Regions from separate parts of the Mus musculus genome. Here regions 1, 2 and 3 are each linked to region 4. Evidence: chromatin contacts called from public Micro-C and promoter capture Hi-C data. All regions are on one chromosome and are shown on one strand. Each heading gives the region's core, a stretch centred on a gene start, on an enhancer-like site or on the middle of the called end of the contact. The rest is flanking DNA. Distances are from core to core; before and after follow the strand shown.

Region 1 (5,217 bases), core at 1,265-3,764, 1.3 Mb before region 4:
AGAAGAGAAGACAGACAGAATCTAAGGGCAGACCCCTCTTAGATGGATGATTCTAAGGAACCAGTGTCTTCCAGACATAATACAACTGATGCACATGTGAGTGACCTCCCAGAGATGGTGGCAGCATGCACAGAGCCTGCACAGGTCCAAGCCACAGGGGAGCCAACCCTGAATGGGGAAGTGGGCACTGGCATTAGTACCTAACAAGAAGTTACTTGTATTTGATAGCAGCTTGCAAATGAAAAGTTAAATTTCATTTCACACTTAAGGTTAGGCCCCATGCCCAGCAATAGATGGCTAACACAAAACAGACTCAAGGGTATTTTTGTAGACTTTTTAGTCTCATATTGCTTAGTTTGGACATGTTAGCCTTACTGGTCTTTTGCCTGTATATTATGGTTTTTAATCTTGTGGGTTTTTTTTTTTTTTTTTGGTAGAAGTAATTTTTTTAAAGAATTTATTTATTGATTGTATGTATATGAGTACACTGTCGCTGTCTTCAGATACACCAGAAGAGGGCATCGGATCCCATTAGAGATGGTTGTGAGCCACCACGTGGTTGCTGGGAATTGAACTCAGGACCTCTGGAAGAGCAGTGAATGTTCTTAACCGCTCAGCCATCTCTCCAGCCCTAATCTTGTGTTTTGATGGGTAGTTTTTCTGTTTTTTTTCTTCATTCATTTATTTATTTTTTTAATTCTGTGTGTTTTGGGCTGGAGAGATGGCTCAGAGGTTAAAAGCACTGGGTGCTCTTCCAGAGGTTCTAAGTGTTCAATTGCCAACAACCACATGGTGGCTCATAACCATTTATAATGAGATCTGGTGCCCTCTTCTGGCATGTAGGCATACATGCAGGCAAAACACTAATATTTTATTGTTTATTATTATTAGTTGTAGTGGTAGGTTTTTTGTTTTTTTTTTTTGTTTGTTTGTTTGTTTTGTTTTTTGTTTTTTGACACATGGTTTTTCTGTGTAATAAGCCCTGGCTGTCCTGGACTCGCTTTGTAGACCAGACTGACCTCGAACTTAAGAGATCCACCTGCTTCTGTTTCCCAAGTGCTGGTATTAAAGGCATGGCACCACACCTGGCATAAATAAATAAGTCTTAAAAAAATACTGTGTGTTTTATTTAGAGAGAAAGGTCACGGAGTTGAGGAGGTGGGGAAGAGCTGAGACAAGTCGGGAAAGAAGAAACCACTACCAGATTATATCATATGAAACTTTTTAAAAATAAAAACAAGTCCAATAGACGATTCTGTAATGTTTGAAGATGACTTTAAAACTTATGTCTACTCTAACTGTTCCGTGTCTGTGCTAGCACTGTGTGTATAGGCTGTGAAAAAGAATCTCTGGAAAGGAGCTGTGTCCTCAAAGGCTCATTGATTTCAACGTCAATGATGTGAAGCCGTTGAAAGGTTGCATGCAGTTCCAGAGCCAAATTTTCCTAGAACATCTTCCGGTCCTTTAGTAGTTATTTAGTACTTGGCAACATCTTTTGTGACCCTTAGGTAAGACCTTTGGAAAGTATGAAGAGACCTCTAGGTTTTCTTGTGGTTGCAATCATCTTACAATATACTCACCAATGTATTTGTAAGTGTCCCGTTTTACTACTTTCTGTGTTGTTACTATAAAAGTTCATGCAATTGCTACCTCATGGGAACATGGTATTTGAGGAAGCTAAATCTGTGTTCCTGGGCTATGGCCAGTCATATCTGGGCTCCATCTCTTATTCCTTTAACGCGAGAGCTGTTTCTTTCATCGTCTCTTCAAAACAGCTCTTCACTAGGAACTTCCTTGGGATATTTTCATAAAACGATCATTTAAAAGGATGGTATTGTTCATCAGACACATAAACTATGTCTTTACAACTGTCATCAGAATGACAATTTAAGGACTCCAATGATAAAATGAGCATCTTCATAATGAATGGTTACTGTGTTTTGAGAGGCAGGGAAGGGAGGCACTTCGGTTAAGTCTCCTGATATTCACCGTTGTTACTGTATTAATAGCAGGGCTCTGTATTTTGGAGTAGAAAAAGCAGTCATTTTCCTCTGAATTGACCAAGAACGGTGGCAAAGTGATTCCGGGAAGAGGAGATGAGCTCACATTTTCCTGAGGAAGGGGTTTCTAGCTGAGACTCCTGCTCCTGCGCAGGTCAGCTCCCGTTGCCCCTCGCGCTCTCAGCTGGGGATAGAGCGCAGCTCACAGAGGCTGCGCGCGCAGCCCCGCCCGGTTCCACGAAGCAAGCCTCTTCTGCCCGGAGTCCCGCAGGAAGTCCCGCCCGCTCCGCCTGCCCAATCACGAGACCTCTTACCCGGATATGGTTTCTAGGTTCTGAGTGTAGCTGCGGGAGTGTGTGGCTGCTGCACGTGGGGCGCGGACCGAGGGTGAAGAAAAACAAGGGGGGCGGCAGCGGCGCGTGGCCAGCTCAGTGGTTCGTCCGCGCGTCTGCTGCACAGGGCCCGGTTCGGTTGGGTTTTGCGTGCAGAACAAATCTATGGTGCCTGTAGTGGCTAAGATTCCCGCCGCTGCTGCCTCCCGGTGCTTCCCGGGGTGATCTGTCACCAGGAGCAGTGTCGAAGACGCCGCTCACGGTGGGAACATGAATCTCCTACCTAAAAGCTCCAAGGAGTTTGGCTCTGCCGACTACTGGGAGAAGTTCTTCCAGCAGCGAGGGAAGACAGCTTTCGAGTGGTATGGGACCTATCTGGAGCTGTGCGAGGTGCTGCACAAATACATAAAGCCCAAGGAAAAGGTATGGCGTGCAGCCAGTCCCTTGTGGGGACTGAAGATAGCAATCCTAAGTTTAGGAGGCAGGAGGCAGGCAGGCGTGGGGACCCCACTCAGATCTATCATTTTAGGATTCTGCCCAGCATCTTGGCTAAGTGGCAACCTTAAAGATAGCCATTTAAAAGTAAAGATTTTCAGTTAAAACTTCATCCTTAACCCGTTTTGGAATAGTGGCTTCGTCAGTAGACTGAAAGGGTGTTGTGTCACTGTGCACACGTGTGGAATAGGTAGCGTCGTGGGACTTTATTGGTGTATATGTTTATTAAGTCACTGCCGAGTGCTCATCAAATTTCAGGCTTTGTGCCCAGCCCTCAAGCTACAGGAGCAGGAAGCCACAAACACAAGTTAAATTCCAAGTTAAATAGGTGTGGACGAGTTGGAGCTTCGGTAGGGAAGGAGACTTAAGGTCTGCTATGCTCGGGCCTTTTATCTCAACAAATTCAGGCGGGTAGTTGTGCACTTATTTTTTTCAAGTGACTGTTGGAGGCCATGCATGTAGTAGGTGGTCAAATAGAGATTTAAAAGCAGGTCTGTCTGGCTCCAGGGCATATCACTTCTCATGGAACTATGCTTTGCCCTCTAGAGACGGTGACAACAGAATTTTTGAAAGATGAATGGAGGAATGTGCCACAAAGAGAAACAACAATTCGTATTTTTAAGTTTGGCTTCAAGTAGTAAATAGCATGAGATAGACTCTGGGATGGGAGCAGGCTCCAAATCCTCACAAACTAGTTTGTTGTCTGAGGAAATAGGAAGTATGAGCAGTTAGAAACAGTTCTGTCACTCAGCCTATATTTTTAACGGTTTAAAAAAACAAAAACAAAAATGAGGATGCAACTGGTGTTTTGGATTTTGTAACTTCCTACAAACTTCAAGACAAAGATTTCCTTATTTTATTATGTAGATGTGTGTTTGCCTGCCTGAGTTTCTGTGCATCATGTGAGTACAGGAAGTTTGTGGAGGCCAGAAGAGGCTACCAAATTCTCTGGAAATGGAGTTATAGGCTGTGCTAAGAACTGAACTTGGGTCCTTTGCAAGAGCAATAGTTCTAACCTACTGAACCGTCCCTCAGGCTGCACACAAGTTTTGAATAGCGCACATCACACAGCCTGTTCTCACATGACCTTTATTGTGGCATAATACTGTTTGGATTAGTGATTTTCTCCCACGTGTGTCTAGCTTTTGACATTGTAAGAAGAGGTTGTCATCTACAAGGCCTGAGAACCATGCAATCAAGTAATAGAAAAAAAAATTATCAATGCCCCCCTCCCAAAAAAAAAAAAACCCACAATATTTTAAGAATATTTACAGTTTGGTTTTGCAGGCATGACTATGCTAGACCGTGGATTGTGCACACCTGCATTGCTAGTTTCAAGATGGTGTCTAGAGTTAACTTGAGTGCTTCTTTCTACTCAGAATAGTGTCTCTGCCCCTGGAGAATATGAAGTAGCCAAAGTCTACTAATCTCTAGTCTTTGAGGTATCTGAAGCGGATTTCTTGACTTTGGTCACTTTCATTTTGTCTTTGTTTCTTCCCTCCAGGTGCTTGTGATCGGATGTGGCAACTCAGAGCTCAGTGAACAACTCTATGATGTGGGCTATCAGGATATCGTGAACATCGACATCAGCGAGGTTGTCATCAAGCAGATGAAGGAACGCAATGGCAGCCGACGGCCCCACATGAGTTTCCTGAAGATGGACATGACCCAGCTGGAGTTTCCTGACGCCACATTCCAGGTGGTGTTGGACAAGGGCACGCTGGATGCTGTCCTGACAGATGAGGAGGAGGTGACCCTGCGTCAGGTGGACAGGATGCTAGCTGAGGTTGGCCGTGTCCTGCAGGTGGGCGGTCGCTACCTCTGCATCTCCCTGGCTCAGGCTCACATCCTGAAGAAAGCAGTGGGCCACTTCTCTCGGGAGGGGTGGATGGTGAGGGCACACCAAGTGGCCAGCAGCCAGGACCGGGTGTCTGAAGCCGAGCCCCGCTTCTCCCTGCCCGTCTTTGCCTTCGTCATGACTAAGTTCAGGCCAGTCCCTGGCTCTGCCCTTCAGATCTTTGAGCTGTGTACTCAGGAGCAGGGCAAGCCCGTAAGGCTGGAGAGTGCTGATCAGCTGGCGGAGGCTGTGCGGGAGCGCCAGTACTATGCTTGGCTGTGTAGTCAGCTGCGCCGCAAAGCCGGGCTGGGGAGTGTGTCCCTGGACTTGTGCAGTGGGGACACGGGGGAGCCACGCTACACCCTCCACGTGGTGGACAACCCCGCTGTGAAACCATCGCGGGACAATCATTTTGCCATTTTCATCAGTGAGTTGGGATTGCTCCGCCTCTCCCTGGAAGGGCTGTCTTAAAGGGGCTGGGGCTTGCTCTGCCTCTTTCCCCTAGAAGGGCTGGCTTGCTGGAGCTGGGCTTGGGTATTGGTGATTGGGTGTA
Region 2 (4,884 bases), core at 750-3,249, 1.1 Mb after region 4:
TTGATCTTATTCTCCAGAAATTACATTAAGAAGTTGCAATAAAACAGCATAAAACAGAATATGAGGATAGTTAATGCTTTTGTGCAAGAAAGGGACTCAACTGGCTAACCTGAAGGTCCTTTGGCAAAATGGTATTCTTTCTGAGCGAATTGATCCGAAGCCTCTCATCTGCATATTCATAAGCCATTTTCCGTCTCTTCAAATCACGCAACATTCTCCAGTCTACATAGTAACCTCGAACTTGACCTGACGCTGATGGAGGAACTGCCTAAAAAAGAGAGACAAGGATTATCCTACAAACTTTCAGTCACTCGTTAAATGACTTTGAGCAGTTAAATTCTATTTGGCATGTCTGAGTGCACATGTGTGCTTGTGTATGGACGGGCATGTGTGGAGGGTGGACAAGGACAACGCTTCTGTGAGTCAGTTACCCCCCTACAACATGGGGCCTTAGATTGAACTGCACAGGCTTGGTGGCAAGCATTTTACCCACTGAGCCATCTCATGGGGGGAAGACTTAATAGTTTTAGGAAGTAACTTATGGCATTTATTTGTGTGTGCATGTGCATACCTCATGCATACTACAACTCAGGTGGAAATCTGGGGACAATTTGCAGGTGTATTCATTCTTCTTTCTTAAGTCACTGTTACCTTCTCCCACACCCTCAGGTTCTGATGACTTCAGTACCCTTAGTTATAAAATTAGAAGCAATCTGGAGAGAATTTCCAAACTCCCACTACCATACCTGTGCCCCCTCGGCAGTATTTGTACTACACTCTACACCCCTCTCATTGGTTATATGACACCTCTGTCCATTACAGTGGCCATGAACCATGGATACAGCTAATACGCACTGGAACTGTAAGCAGTACAAGTGGGGACATAATTCTTGGTATTAACTCGCTTAAAAGTTTGGTTTTGGTCCAACTGCAAAAGTTAGCATCCCAACTGCGATATATATATATTTTAAGTGTCAGATACACAGACTTTGAAACCTGCTTCCAACAGAAGAATGCAAATGTCACATAAGTCATTCTAATTTTGACTTGTTAGGATAAGGATAGACCTGACTAAAAATATCTATCAAAATTAACCGCACCTCCTTTTTAAACTTCAATATAAATATTAGAAAATATTTAAATTATCCTTGTGGTTTGCATTACAATTCTACTGGACGAAACTGCTATTCATGACTTAACCACATTCCTAAAATCAAAATTCATACACAGACTATATCACCTCTTGCCTGCAAAAAAAAGGCAGATCTCCAGCGATTCTTCCCTATTCTTTATATCAGTGTTCCCCCACTCTAATATACAGATATGACGCAATGTCACAGTAAAGAAAAAACAACCCAGGTCCACCCAGGTCTCCCTCTAGTTGACACCCCTCCCCAACAAAACTATCCAAGACTTCTCCAACGTCCTTTGCTGCTCGTTCCAGTTTCTATCCGCATCATAACACTCCCACTCCTTAACTCTACAGCCAATTCTCGGCCCTTCCTTTAACTAATTCTGCTTTAGCGGAATGGCCTGCTCCCCATTCGAAATTGTCACCACCTGCTTCCAAGCCACCACTGGCTGACAGCTAGTTCCCTACAGTCTCTTTGCATAATCGGAGCCTCTGAGGTCTCAATCATCCGACTCTCCCCTCTCTTCTCCACTCACACTCGGCTCCTTATAACCCGGAGTCATTCTCGCAGCTTTCACATGACGGATCACACCTGAATACCAAGCCCTCGACTGCTGCTCTGGGCTCTCCTAACCTAGCCAGGACGGGAAAGCAGATAGGAGCCTTGGGATCGGTCCTCCGTGCGCATTACAGGTGACAGGGTTACGAGGGACCCACAGGACACGGAAATCAGGGAAGGGGTAGGCTGGCGAGAAAGGCAGGGGCCTGACCTGCCGGAAGGTCCGCAGCAGCGAGCCTAGCACGGACGCCGCCATGTTGTCTGCCCAGCCAGCCAACCACCGCCGCAGTACAACACCGGAAACAGGTTCTGTGGAGGCGGGGCTTATGCCCCAAAGGGCGGGTCCAGGGCAGGATTTAGCCTATAGAGAGGGAGAGGGTAGGTGCGGGATTTGAAATAACTCTCGCGTTATTTCATAGATAAGCAAATCATCCATGCGGACCGCCCACTTAGGCAGTAGGAGAATAGTGAGCCTGCGCGATCTCTCCTGGCCCTTGCTGTTCCTCTGTCCCAGCCCCGCCCAGCCTGCGCCTGTGTTCTGCGCGTTGGCGCCACCCGGCGGAAGCTTGGCAGCATTTGTCACTCATCCTGCAGAACTGGCACTGGTCACATTTCTGCTGTAAAGAAGATGGTAGTGGCCCTGATAGAGTTTCTGCTTGCACGCCAAGGGTTTAAATATGTATTATATTATATATATTATATTTATTTTATTATATTATATCATATCTGTATTAAGGTTGTATAGGTTTTACGTTTTTGTCTCTGTGGGTTGGACGGCGGTAGTGGTGTGTGTGCATGTGCCTGCTGTTTTCCCTTTAGTACAGGGCACTTTCCTGCCATCTTCCTAGCCTGTCTCCTAGATGTGTTGATGGGTGCAGTGAGGAACAGCCCATTGGGCTCTTTACACAGGAAGCTCCCAGGAAGAAGGAGAGTTTTTTTCTTTAAGCGTTACAAGTTAGTGAACATTTCTAATGGGCTAGGGAAACTCTGACTGAAACCATTTGGCAGGATAAGACAACCAGGAGTCCCTGCCATCATACTAAGATCTAAAAAGTCCTAGACCAGCAAGCAGCATCAAACCCTGGTTAAAACTCATTCCCACTCACCCCCACGCCACACACAACATAATTGGGCATCATCTACAGTCATCTCAAGATATGGGTACACGGCAAACTCTTTTATTATGTTTCTGTTGTTTTAAGATGCCTGTTTGTTTTCATCGGGAGTTAGATAGGAAGGGAAGTGGGAAGATCTTGGAGGAGATGAGGGAGGGGAAATATGCTGTATAAAAATATTTCTTTTCAATTAAAAACAGGAAAAGTTTCACTAATGTGTTACAATTTCAGAAAGCCAAACTTCTGGAAGGGGCTTGAAAGTCAGAAAGATATGTTTATAGGCTATAGAGTAAGAAATGAGTTTTAGGGCCGGGCGTGGTGGCACTCGCCTTTAATTCCAGCACTCGGGAGGCAGAGGCAGGTGGATTTCTGAGTTCGAGGACAGCCTGGTCTACAAAGTGAGTTTCAGGACAGCCAGGGCTATACAGAGAAACCCTGTCTCAAAAAAACAACAAAACAAAACAAAAAAGAAATGAGTTTTAGGGCTGGAGGGATGGCTCAGCAGTTAAGAGCACCGGCTGCTCTTCCAGAGGTCCTGAGTTCAAATCCCAACAATCACTCAGTGGCTCACAACCATCCGTAAGGAGATCTTACGCCCTCTTCTGGAGTGTCTGAAGACAGCAACAGTGTACTTACATATAATAAATAAATAAACAAATCTTTTAAAAAGCGAGTTTTATACAATTAAACTATTGCACAGACCCATGAGTTGAATTCCTAAAAGGTCCAGAAAAAAATCAGAAAGATTAAAATTCAATGTGACCGTTTACATTCTCCCTCTATTCTTGAGTGTACTGAGAGACTTTATTTGGAGTCTTCTCACCCTGAGCTTCCATGCACAAGCAGATAGTATATGTTGCTAAACAAGCCAAGAAGCCTTCAACGTAAAACTGGCCCCAAGTTTCTCTGCAACTGCATTGAAGGTTACTTAGAGATCAAAGCATTTCTTGAGACAGGTGCCTGTCAGTATTATCCTCCAGCAACCCTACCTAGAAACTTGGTCTGGAGCTGGCACTAGATAACCACTGCTGTAGTCTCACTGAATGGATAGCTTCCTAGACACCAGTGCATGCTGCAGCCTTGTGAAGAGAACTTGCTGAGCCACCCTCTGTCCTCCAACTGCTATCATTCCACATTTATCAGCTTTCTTTGGGTAAAACTTGGTTTCCCCTGGTAGGCTAGGTTTTCATCCTGCATTACAGTATGACAAGGAACATGGCCAAGAACCCATCTCCGTGTGTGTCATAAGAACAGGCAGGAAAACTATATCCGTCTAGAGTTGGATGTAGGACCAGCCCTAGGAGCCAGGTGATTGTTTGCCTTGTTGAAAATGGCAAATTAAAATAATGGTAGTGCATGCATGCAATCCCAGCATTTGGGAGGGTCAGGAATTCAAGGCTAGCCTTGGGTGCACAGCAAGTTTAAAGCCATCACAGGCTACAATGAGACCCTGTCACAAAATAACAAAAACATAAGCAGCAACAAGAGGCAGTGGCTAGTTGGTGGCAAATGGAAAAGTATCCCAGGACCTGGTGCGCTTAGATCTTGTAGGGTAAATATTCGTGACTTAAAAGCATTTGGTGTACTTTATCAGCTTATTATAAAGAATAAAAATGGACAAAAAGATGAAGACATGTATAAGACAAAATAGAAGAGACACAGAACTTGATGCCCTTCTACTCCCCAGGAAACACCACTCCTTCCCCCCAAACTCCAGGGAGCTCCTTTAAACATCATTAGTAACTATAAAAAGTAGAGTAAAATATACATAATGTTTTACTCCATTTGTACTCTATAATATGATATATAAGATTGGGTAATTCATAAAGAACAAAGATATGGGCTAGGGATGTAGCTCAGCTGGTAGAGAGCATGCCTAATATGAGCAATCCCTACATAGATCCCCAACACTGCATAAATGGACCATAGTGGCTTTCGCCTGTCATCCCAGACTCAAGACATGGAGGGTCAAAAGTTCAAAGTTACCTAAAGTCTGAGTCCAGCCTGGACTACATGAGGCTCTGTGTCAAAAACATTAAATTCAATTGTAGTCCAGAGACGCCCGAAGGGGATGTCAG
Region 3 (4,672 bases), core at 1,446-3,945, 1.2 Mb before region 4:
TTAAAATATATGTCTCTGTGTATATATATATATATATATATATATATATATATATATATATTTATTATTTATAGATTTAATTTTGGAAATAGCCAGGCTGTGTGTAACTAAGTCCTATAAACAAGGTAGGTGATCAAAATGGAGAAAATTCTGTTTATCTAAAGGGAAGTGTGACTGTGTTTCATGGAGTGTGGCTTTTTTGGGGGAGGCCACATCAGTTTTAAAAGTTCCTCTTGGTCTTTGGTGCTATTCTTTCATTAAGGTTATCTTTTAGATTGACCATGAAGTAAAATACATACTTATGTATCAGTGTTCTTATGGGCTTACTAAGTTCTTACACACAGAAGACAAAAAGAGTTTTGAATCTTTAGGAGTTACCAGGAAAGTAGTGATGACATAGATATGGGAGCCAGGGAGAGGAACCTACCATCCATCACTGGGGTTGGGACAGGGTTGAGATGACTGTATGATACATTCAAGACACTCGTCACTGAGCAGACATCCCTCCTCAGCTTTCATATATATTGGAAAGGTAGATATTAGCTTTCTGTGGGATTGTCCCATCTGCTTTTCCACTTTGTATTTCTGTTTCCTGTTTGTTTTACGTGGATTAGCTTATGAGTAGAAATCTACACCTCTGAAGGACCTTGGCTGTTTCTGCGTGGATTCAGAGTCTCTTGTCCCCATGTTACTGTGGAATAATCTGGAAAAGGGAAGTAAAGAAGAAAAGCAGTTGGCAAGAGTAATTCTGAACGGCTTCTTGAACTAAGTGAACAGGACGGATTAGAGGTTTCAAATAGCTGATATATTTTCTTTCTAATGCACAATAGCATATAGTCTTTTGCATTAGAGCTCAAAACACTTTGGACGTGGGCTAGTGTCCTCAGCTTATACAGCGTGTAGTGTAGTGGTGTACAGGAGGAACCCAGCAAGGACCATGTCTTCTTAGATGCTATCCATGACCCTCTGCAGAGGCAGTCATTGCTCCCTGGTTTCCATCACAGGTTCCTTTAAATACACCCTACATCTGCAGTAAGCTTGAATCGTATAACAAAATGCCATTGTCTGCATAACTTTAAAAGACACTTTTATCCAGTGTTCTCAGGGCTGGGAAGTTTAAGGTCAAGATGTCTGCTGATCTGTCCTGGTGAGGGCCATCTTTCTGCTTGGAAGATGGCTGCCATCTTGTTGTGTCTTTGTATGGCAGATGGGGCTGGGTCTCTGGTGTCTTTTATTACAGGAACACTAGCTCTTTCAAACTAGAGTTCCACCATTATGACTTTATTTAACCATAATCATTTCTTTATATCAAATACATTGACCTTGGAAGGATCTAGAATCACCATGGAAACAAACCTCTGGGCGTGTCTTTAGCTAGGTTAGTTAAGGTGGGACTACTCCACGTGTTGGGATTTCTGAGATTTCTGACTGCCTAGGAAGGACAAAGGTAGCTGATGATCAGCATCCGTTTAACTCTGCCTTCTGACTATAGATGCAATATGACCAGCCTCCACCCTCTTCTGCCACAGACGTCCCTGCCACCAGCTCCTCAGGGTCAGTGCGTAGAGGTTGCTGCAATAGTGGTCCAAAGTTTCCATCCCAAACCGGCAGCAAAGCATGGCTCTGTACTCCATGTGGTACTGGTTTTGCAGGCATGAAAAGTGAAAGACTGACTCAGCTATCATATAGCATATCCAGAGAGCCACCGAGCCTAGGAAACGTGGGGCAGGCTCAGACTTGGTTCACTGTTGTCCTAGAAGGGCAATAGTGCAATGGTGATGCCTAAGTGACAGTGAAGACCCCAGGGTGCTAGAGATGCAACACATTTTCCTATGTAGTCTCTAGTCTTTAGGTTACTTAAAGCCATTGGGCAATCATCAGATGGAAGATGTGCAGGACAAGTAAATATTGCGCACTAAATCCTGAGAGGTATCAGTATTCAAAATGCACAGGAAACAGGACCACGATAAGGAGGTGAAGAACCATGGCCATTTATCTTCGTGTCTCCATCTCCGGGCACAGACTCTTCTCAGTGTGCTAAATTTAACGGATCGAGTGCAGACTGCGTGGTTACAATGGACTCAACAGCCAATCTCTTTGTCCTGACCAGGAGCTAAAAGGACAGTTAGCTCAGGCAAGGAATTCTAAAAGCCAGAATGAGTATGGTAGGAGTAGGGAACAGAAAGGTTCAAGGAACTACACTTTAGCTTACAGAAGGTAGAGTAGGACAGGCTGGTAATGATGAGTACTTCAATAAGGTCAGGTAACCCAGTTTTCTAATGGGGATTGACTCTAAAAGGCCAGTTTATCTCTGCATCCCACAGCAATCTGGGGTTTTGGAGTAGGGGGTGAAATGTGAGATTTCCTTTTGGGAAATGTATTCTGGTGCGTACAGTGGTGGTGGTGCATGGTGAAGCTGATGTCAACGTGCTGTTAGCTGATGGTAGATGGTAGTGCTTTCCTCTAGGCTTCGTCTGTGTGGTTTAGCTCCTTCAAAAGGAACAACAATTCCTGTTGGGTGTGATTTTAGGCTTTTCCTTGACCAAGTGCAGTACTCTGCCCTTTAGCCTGGGCAGTGGCATCTGACTGAAGCTGGGAGGCAGTCCAACCGTAGGCCAGTAGGATTGGAAACTCTAGGGAGAAGCAGGGCGAGAGGCGTGGTGTGGGCGTGACCGTCTCAGGACCAGGCCACGCCTCCTTCGCCTCTCTGGGCTGCGCAAGCGCGTCGTGGGCTGTGAGCTGTCAGGATCCTAGCAGTGGGAGGCAGGGATCGGACATCGGTGCAGGGACTCCGCCGTGTGAGCCCCGCACAGCGACAACCGGGACAAGTGCTTCGAGGCCTGGGCTGCCTGCCAGGTCACACAGTCGAACAGGGACCTGTGGGGCAGTTGGCCGCACAGGCAAGATGGGGAACCGGGAGATGGAAGAGCTGATCCCTCTGGTGAACCGTCTGCAGGACGCTTTCTCGGCTCTGGGACAGAGCTGTCTGCTAGAGCTGCCACAGATCGCCGTGGTGGGCGGCCAGAGCGCCGGCAAGAGCTCAGTGCTCGAGAATTTCGTGGGCAGGTGAGCGCACCGGGAGCGCGGTGGGGGCGCGTCCGTGGGGGTGGGGGGAGCCCCGTGCTTCAGGCCGTTGGAACATGGAACGGTGTGGGGAGCCCCGAGGGTGGACTAGAGGCTGCAGCGGATTGGAGGCAGAGCACTAGTGTTTCTAGAGCGGGCGGGGTCCTCCTTGCTCTGAGCATCCTTCGCCCCAGCATTCTCTACCCGGTGGTGACCCCCTGTCTGCCTTTCATCCTGCCATACAAAGCCATTTCCTCCCCACCCTCGGTGGGGGAGTCGGGGTACGCCCTGGGATCCACTTCCCTCGCTGGCTTGGTGCGCGCCAGCCCCTGGCAGCCTGGAAGCGCAGCCTGGTGCTTTCCAGTCGCCAGTTCTCTTTCTCAACACCCCTCTCCTTTCCCTGTCACTCTCCTGGAAGCTCTCAGCCGGGATGTACCCCTCCTTCTTCGTCCACACCCCCCTCTCCCCCACCCCACCCCCCCGCCGCCCCGGCCCCCCATCCCCTGTCCCTGACTCTCATCTCAGCTGTTTACTGTTTGAAACAGTCATCGCCTGCCCGAGCAGGGGAGGCGGGGTGTGTGAACCCCGAAATCCCTGTGGTGAAGGCTTACACTGTTTGAAACAGTCATCGCCTGCCCGAGCAGGGGAGGCGGGGTGTGTGAACCCCGAAATCCCTGTGGTGAAGGCTTACACTGTTTGAAACAGTCATCGCCTGCCCCGAGCAGGGGAGGCGGGGTGTGTGAACCCCGAAATCCCTGTGGTGAAGGCTTACGGGGAGATGCTTGCCTACCATTCGCCTTGGGAGCTGAAGAATAAACGGTGGTGTGTTTATGAGTGTGCACCCATTCACTGCTCAGGCATGACTGAAAACCCGAGACCTCCAGGGATGACCGTGGACTTGCGATGTTCAGGTGCCTTGTCATTCCTGCACCATCTCAGAACTGACCAGCATCTCTCTTGCACTCTTTCTATGCCATGCGCCGCCTCCCCCCTCCCGCCCCCCACCAATCCTCTTGCATTCCTTAAGCTCTTGTTTATCCAGCGGGTCTTCAAGATAACATCCAGAATTCAAATTGTAGTTATAGCTTCATGTCTCACAATTTTAAACAACAACAAAGAGTTGTTATTGTTTTGAGTCAGAAATCAACGTTTTTTCCAGCAAACAATTCAGGAAGGATTGAGTTACCTTAATGGCCTTGTGTGAGGAGTGCATCCTGAAGGCTGGAATCTGTTTCCCAGTAGTAAACCAGGTAGAAGGTGCAGCAATGAAAACGGTGGGCTGGATGGGGCAATCTGAGATTACACTTTGTTCTTTTATTTGGCTGGTGAGCGGCTTGTGATGCAGAGGGTTCCTGCTGTGGTTCTCCATCTCCTTCTTCCTTTTTGTTATTGCTTGGCAATGTGTAAACTGTACTGCTGACTACTCCCACATTTTTGGGTGTGAGTGTTGCGAAGTGCGTTTCCCTTTTTCTCGAATGATGCTCCATCTCTCAGGAGATACTCTTCGTTTTTCTTGCTTCAATGTGAACTAGAAAGATAAGACCGTGTAATTGCTCGCAGTTGACAGCTACCCTTTCGTAGTTAGTTCCCTGGATCATTTCTCCTTGGT
Region 4 (5,053 bases), core at 494-2,993:
CTAAATCACCACCAGCAGGCTACTTCTGGCACTATAGATTGGAATAGGTGTTTATCTTACTATACTCGCTTAGTTTAAAGTGGTGGCTATGTAATTATGCCTTTGATAGAGATCAGCCACTTTGAGTCTGCATCCAGTCTCTTTATTGTGGTGTATCTGATTTTTAGCCCATCTTTGCAACACTGCTTATAGTTCCTTAAGGTCAAGCTACCCTGCTTCCCTACTGTGAAAATACATAATAAATAAAGTGAAGATACGTGCTTTCAAAACAGAAGGGTGGAGTCAAGCTAGAGATTAAGTTACCTTAACTTTAAAACGCATGGCAGTAATCTCTGTGAAGCAGGCAAGACCAGTATGCATGCAGACACAAAGACAGGGCTTATCACCATGATGAAAACGCAGGGTACAGTGGGTCGCTGCACTCAGCACCGCCACACGCTTTCCTTTAAATCCGTTGAGTCTGTTCCAGAGGATTCCTCACACCGAACAACAAACACTCACAGCTCCCCTGTCCATATCACCTTACATGATATCATAACTGCACTTTTCCTGTAAGAGCTGGGACTATGTCTCACATCAGGCCTCGCACGGTGTCTAGCTAGCAATAAGGAAAGTGAGAGTTACTGCGTGAATTGTGTCATCTAATAATAGCTACCACTCTGAGAGCACCTGCCATGTTCTAAGTAGTCTACTGTCCTGCAGGCTTCCCCAGGCTGGGCCACACAATCTGAAGCTGACCTCCAGGTAGCCTCACTTAACTTACATAAACTCGCTTTAGTTTCTCCAGCTAGGACTCGGGGCTTTCTAATACATTGTCCTCCACCACACCTTAGCGCTGGCGATTGGACCTAGGGCCTCCCACACTCCAGTCAAGCATCCTGCCGCACACCTGCTTCCTCATTCCCCTTTATTTTGAGACAGACTCTAAGTTCCCCAGGTTGGCCTTGAACTTCCTCTGTAGCTCAGAATTTACAGTCCTTCTCCTTTCTCCAGAGTAGTTGGGGTTTCTGGTTTGCGATCACCAGGCTGAGCTTCTAACAGATTCTGGTTTCTGTGCAGAATGTCTGCCATCTGTCTCTAATAAGGGCAGGCATCTTTCTCCACTTTGTGCTTAGGAAATAGGAAGTCAGTGGATCAAAATGTCCCATTTCTTCAGGTGGGAATTCACTTGCATACACTCGATCTCAAGAAGCCTGTTGTGAAACCTATATTTAAACTTTAGGAATAATGTGTTGAGCATTTTATAAGGAACTCCAGGAATGGGGAGGCAAAATTTAAAAAAAAAAAAAAACGGTTCTTTCCATTGCCCTCTTATTGACATTGGTACAGAATGTTTGCTGCAATAAGAAAGCCACTTCCTCTGACTTAGCCCACGTCACAAGTCTGGTTCTTGCCACATCCTGAAAAACTTCTGAAACCCAGGTTGGCTGAGTAGTCAGTCATTCAGCCAACTACTAGATGCTCATAGTAAAAGAGGGCTATACCCCAAGACCTCTAAATTGTAAGTCCAACAGGGGTGAGAATGTCAGAGGATTTGCGCTAATTCCGCCTTCTCCTAGAGCATCTTTGCAGAGCCGCCAGATCTACAAGTCCCCGCAATTCTCGGTCTTGCGCTTCCTTCCTATTGCACGTGGCCTTCTTTAGCTCCAGAATCTCCCTTGCCTGCAAGCTCCACGTGAAGAACCGCAGCCGCCAGACTCGCGGTCGCCCCACCCCGCCCCAGCCCCGCCCCAGCCCCGCCCACTCGGCCAGCACTGATCTAGGTCTCCGCAGGAGCCCGCCCGCTGCTCACTGCTGCGGCTGCGCCTCCTTGTTCTCAGCGTCACCACTGCCGCCATGCCCGGAGGGTTGCTTCTCGGGGACGAAGCCCCCAACTTTGAGGCCAATACCACCATCGGCCGCATCCGCTTCCACGATTTCCTGGGAGATTCGTAAGTGGCCACCGCGTTGCCCTGCCAGGTGACGGGTCCCCAGAGCTACCTGCCTCGCTTCTTTCCGGGTTGCGCTCGGCCGCGGCGGGTCTCTGGCTTAGCCCCTCACCGGTTCCCGCACGTGCCCGCCGCCGGGGTCCTGCCGAGCATCACCGGGCATTGCTGGGGACCTGCGACCTCTGCCCGGCCCTACGCCGATCAGCGGATCCTTCCCTGACCCAGCGTGGCTGGCCTGGCATGGGAAAGGAGGTCCTTGCCGAGGACGGTTTGTTGTCTGTTTAACCTGGTTTTGTAAACAGTGTTGGGTTTGTGTCGGGGTCGATCTGAAAGCCCAGGGGAGGTGGGGCAGGGTTGCTCGGTGTTTGAGGTCATTTCCCGGGACGCTTGCCCAGGGTCGCACTGCCCGCCCTCCTGCCGCTCTAGAAGTTGTACCTTGCGGAAGGTGGGTGCCTAAGGTCAAAGTTAGAGCACACAGCCACAAATTAAGGGCTGTCCCGACGTTATCTGGGTTCCTCTTAACTTCGGGGAGTGTTTGCGGACTTCTGAATTAAAAAACAAAACAAAACTACGGTGCCAAGTAAGTAGCCAAAAGACTTTTTGTCCAGAGCCTCCTTCAGAGGTCAAAAATAAGATTATATGTAACAGCTTTGGGAGCACCCAGAAACACTCTGTAGGCGTGACCGTGATTCTAGAAGAAGCAATGCTTTGAGGGAAAGGCTGCGACCATTTTGCCACTCTAGGCCATTCCAAGGCTAGGACACGTGTGCCTCCCCACTTGGAGACTCTTTTGTTTCCCAGTGGTCCCCTCCCCCTCTGCTTTGCATCAGCGCCTGGCCTTGCTGCTGATAACAACAGTGGTGGCCACAGTGGCTAGGTATGCACCGATTTTGTCTTAGTTTTACAGCTCCTGAATGCACACATTGTAAGATGCTTAGTTTCAGTCCGCTTTTTGCATACGCGTCAGGCTATGTTGTGGTTCTGGAGTTTCAGTGCCCAATGACACTGAATAAACAAACTCTTGGGTCTGTCTGTGTCCTTTTCGTATCTAGTATGTATGTATGTATGTATGTATGTATGTATGTATGTATGTATGTACGTGAGGACAGAGCAGTTTATGAAACTACTCCGTGACCAGGCAGGAAAGGAAGCATTAGAGAATCTTTCCTGAGGTGAGTTTGGCTCCTCCTGACTAAGGGGAAGCAGAGCTTTTAAAAGAGAAAGGTAGACTAGAAGAAGTAGCAAATGGAACCCTCAGGCCTTGCAGGAGAAAAGTCTAAAAATAAGCATGCCAGCCAGACTCATCACTCAAAATCTAGTGTTAATATTTATCCAAGACTGCCAACGATTTACACAGTGTTCCTTCCCATTCCTGTCTGCAGCCCACACCCCCAGGAAATGTGAGGGCTTGCTGGAGCGCTTCATCTGTAAGGATGAGAGATAAATATGAATCTAAAGCGCGTGTGCTGTGAAGATAGCCACACTATAGAGTCGGGGGCGGGAATCTTAGGGATTGTTTATTGATCTAGATCTGGATGCAACTGTTTTATTCCAGCTGCTGAGGAGACAGTTGGGAAGATCCTAACTTCAAGGCCAAGCCAACTTAGTGAGGCTTTGTCCCTAAATAGCAACTAAATAAGCAGATGAAGTGGCATCTTAAGATGAGGTAAATTTATGAACAAACATAAGTCATGATACGCCTGCAATAACCGAGAAGGACTTTTCCACCCTGTGTGTCATTTCTAATACAAGGGATTTGACTAGTGTTTCCAAACTCTGTTCTGTAGATGATCGCAAGTCAGTTTGCCCCTGACAGACTCAAAGATCCTTTGGAGGAGAAAAGGAAAATGAACTTTAAGCATTACTTAACCCCCTGATAATTAGAAACAGCTGAAGGTTTGGGGAGCCGTGTGGGTTTGAGTGGGTTTGAGTAGGTTTGTATGGTCTGTGGATGTGGAAGAGCATCTTATATATCCCAGGGTTCCTCACTGATCAAAACACCTGTGCCACAGGTTTTCTGGTAGGAGAGACGATTCTGTTAGAGGGAGGAAACCTTTTGTCTTTTGAAAATGAGGAAGGAAATGGCATAATGCCATTGAATTTCTCCAAAGGGTAGGGAGCCCAGGCATTCTTGGAATACCCTGAGGTCCGATCCGCTGGTGTGTGTGAAGGGGCGGAAATACAGTTCAGCAGCATGACTCGGCAAAACTCATTGCCTCGCAATTAAAAAAGTAAAATAAAATTCTAATTCATCACTCCTAGAACAGTACATAAAGAAATGCTGTTCCTTTTTTTCCCTGCAACTTACGGAGCCTTTCTCTTAAGTCTCATCTGACCACCATTGGTCCTTTTCCATAGAACCTAAGGCCTAAATATGGCAGCTAGATTAAAGATGTGTGTTGCTCTTCCTGCCCCGTATTAAAAAAAAAAACAAAAACAAAAAAACCCTAGCCATCACTCATCTCCACAATCTTCAAGCATTGCCTCAGGGCCTCCCATTCTTTTAGGCCTTGCCACCTTGAGTTGAGTGGCAGGTTAGGTGGAAGGCAGTAGCTTTGTCTGCTGTGTTCTTCGTGTTCAGCAAGGTTTGCCCGGATGCCCTGCATCTAGGCCAGATTGAGTAATCTTCTAGTTTGGGACCTTGGCCCTGCCCAGCTCCAGCAGTGGCATTGTAGAGGACTTCGTGCCGAGTTTTCCTTTGAGCTCGAAAGAGCTGTTGCCAAGGAGAAGGAGTTGTACTCTGGAAGTTCCTTGGGAACTCAGTTTGAATCATCCGCAAAATCTGTACAGTATTAACCTTAGATATGGATTCAATTGTAATCTTCACCTAAGTACTAAGTAGATGTGGGGGGAGTGTACATTGTAGGGTATCTGTATTTTCTACCTGCTTGGTCTAAAGTCAGAAACTGCAACTCTTAAGACGTATTTTGTCGTGGTGCAAATATGAGCGCCTTGTTTTACAGGTTAGGTCAGTCGAGTGGCTTTATGAAAGATTTTCTATCTGCCTGCTTCCAGAAAGCCAAGTGCCAAGCTGACTTTTAGTTACCTACAAGCCTGAGGCTAGACTCTCTCTGCTCCGGGTTACATAATCTGTTTATTATTGTAATCAGGCATCTGTTTGAATT

Evidence for each region. Promoter capture Hi-C pulls out the DNA fragments that hold promoters and counts their contacts. Hi-C and Micro-C count contacts between places; a contact is called where the count stands out from the background. Capture Hi-C pulls out chosen DNA fragments and counts their contacts.
Region 1: a promoter capture Hi-C map of adipose tissue shows a contact between it and region 4, with 2.8 times the contacts expected there. The contact joins the promoter of Eef1aknmt here to the promoter of Prdx6 in region 4. A contact is called at or near these places in 1 of 39 promoter capture datasets (hippocampal neurons), 1 of 484 Hi-C or Micro-C datasets (regulatory T cells), 1 of 115 datasets of contacts at active chromatin or transcription factors (astrocytes) and 2 of 9 other capture datasets (adipose tissue and liver).
Region 2: a Micro-C map of embryonic stem cells shows a contact between it and region 4, with 3 times the contacts expected there. The contact joins the promoter of Mrps14 here to the promoter of Prdx6 in region 4. A contact is called at or near these places in 2 of 39 promoter capture datasets (liver and pre-B cells), 5 of 484 Hi-C or Micro-C datasets (embryonic stem cells, muscle stem cells, olfactory sensory neurons and 1 more), 1 of 115 datasets of contacts at active chromatin or transcription factors (regulatory T cells) and 1 of 9 other capture datasets (liver).
Region 3: a promoter capture Hi-C map of hippocampal neurons shows a contact between it and region 4, with 5 times the contacts expected there. The contact joins the promoter of Dnm3 here to the promoter of Prdx6 in region 4. A contact is called at or near these places in 1 of 39 promoter capture datasets (hippocampal neurons) and 1 of 115 datasets of contacts at active chromatin or transcription factors (astrocytes).

The regions. Positions count from the first base shown.
Region 1 is chr1:162,545,642-162,550,858 of GRCm38.p6, reverse strand. It overlaps Eef1aknmt (EEF1A lysine and N-terminal methyltransferase), which reads left to right and starts at 2,514. Exons shown (of 8, transcript NM_144877.1): 1 at 2,514-2,755; 2 at 4,332-5,091. The coding sequence starts at 2,603.
Region 2 is chr1:160,192,330-160,197,213 of GRCm38.p6, reverse strand. Mrps14 (mitochondrial ribosomal protein S14) reads right to left here and starts at 1,999. Exons shown (of 3, transcript NM_025474.4): 1 at 1,903-1,999; 2 at 110-268. The coding sequence starts at 1,947.
Region 3 is chr1:162,476,057-162,480,728 of GRCm38.p6, reverse strand. It overlaps Dnm3 (dynamin 3), which reads left to right and starts at 2,695. Exons shown (of 21, transcript NM_001038619.2): 1 at 2,695-3,066. The coding sequence starts at 2,906. It overlaps Gm31985 (a long non-coding RNA gene), which reads right to left and starts at 4,063. Exons shown (of 3, transcript XR_373653.3): 1 at 3,854-4,063; 2 at 428-703.
Region 4 is chr1:161,247,900-161,252,952 of GRCm38.p6, reverse strand. Prdx6 (peroxiredoxin 6) reads left to right here and starts at 1,743. Exons shown (of 5, transcript NM_007453.4): 1 at 1,743-1,931. The coding sequence starts at 1,837.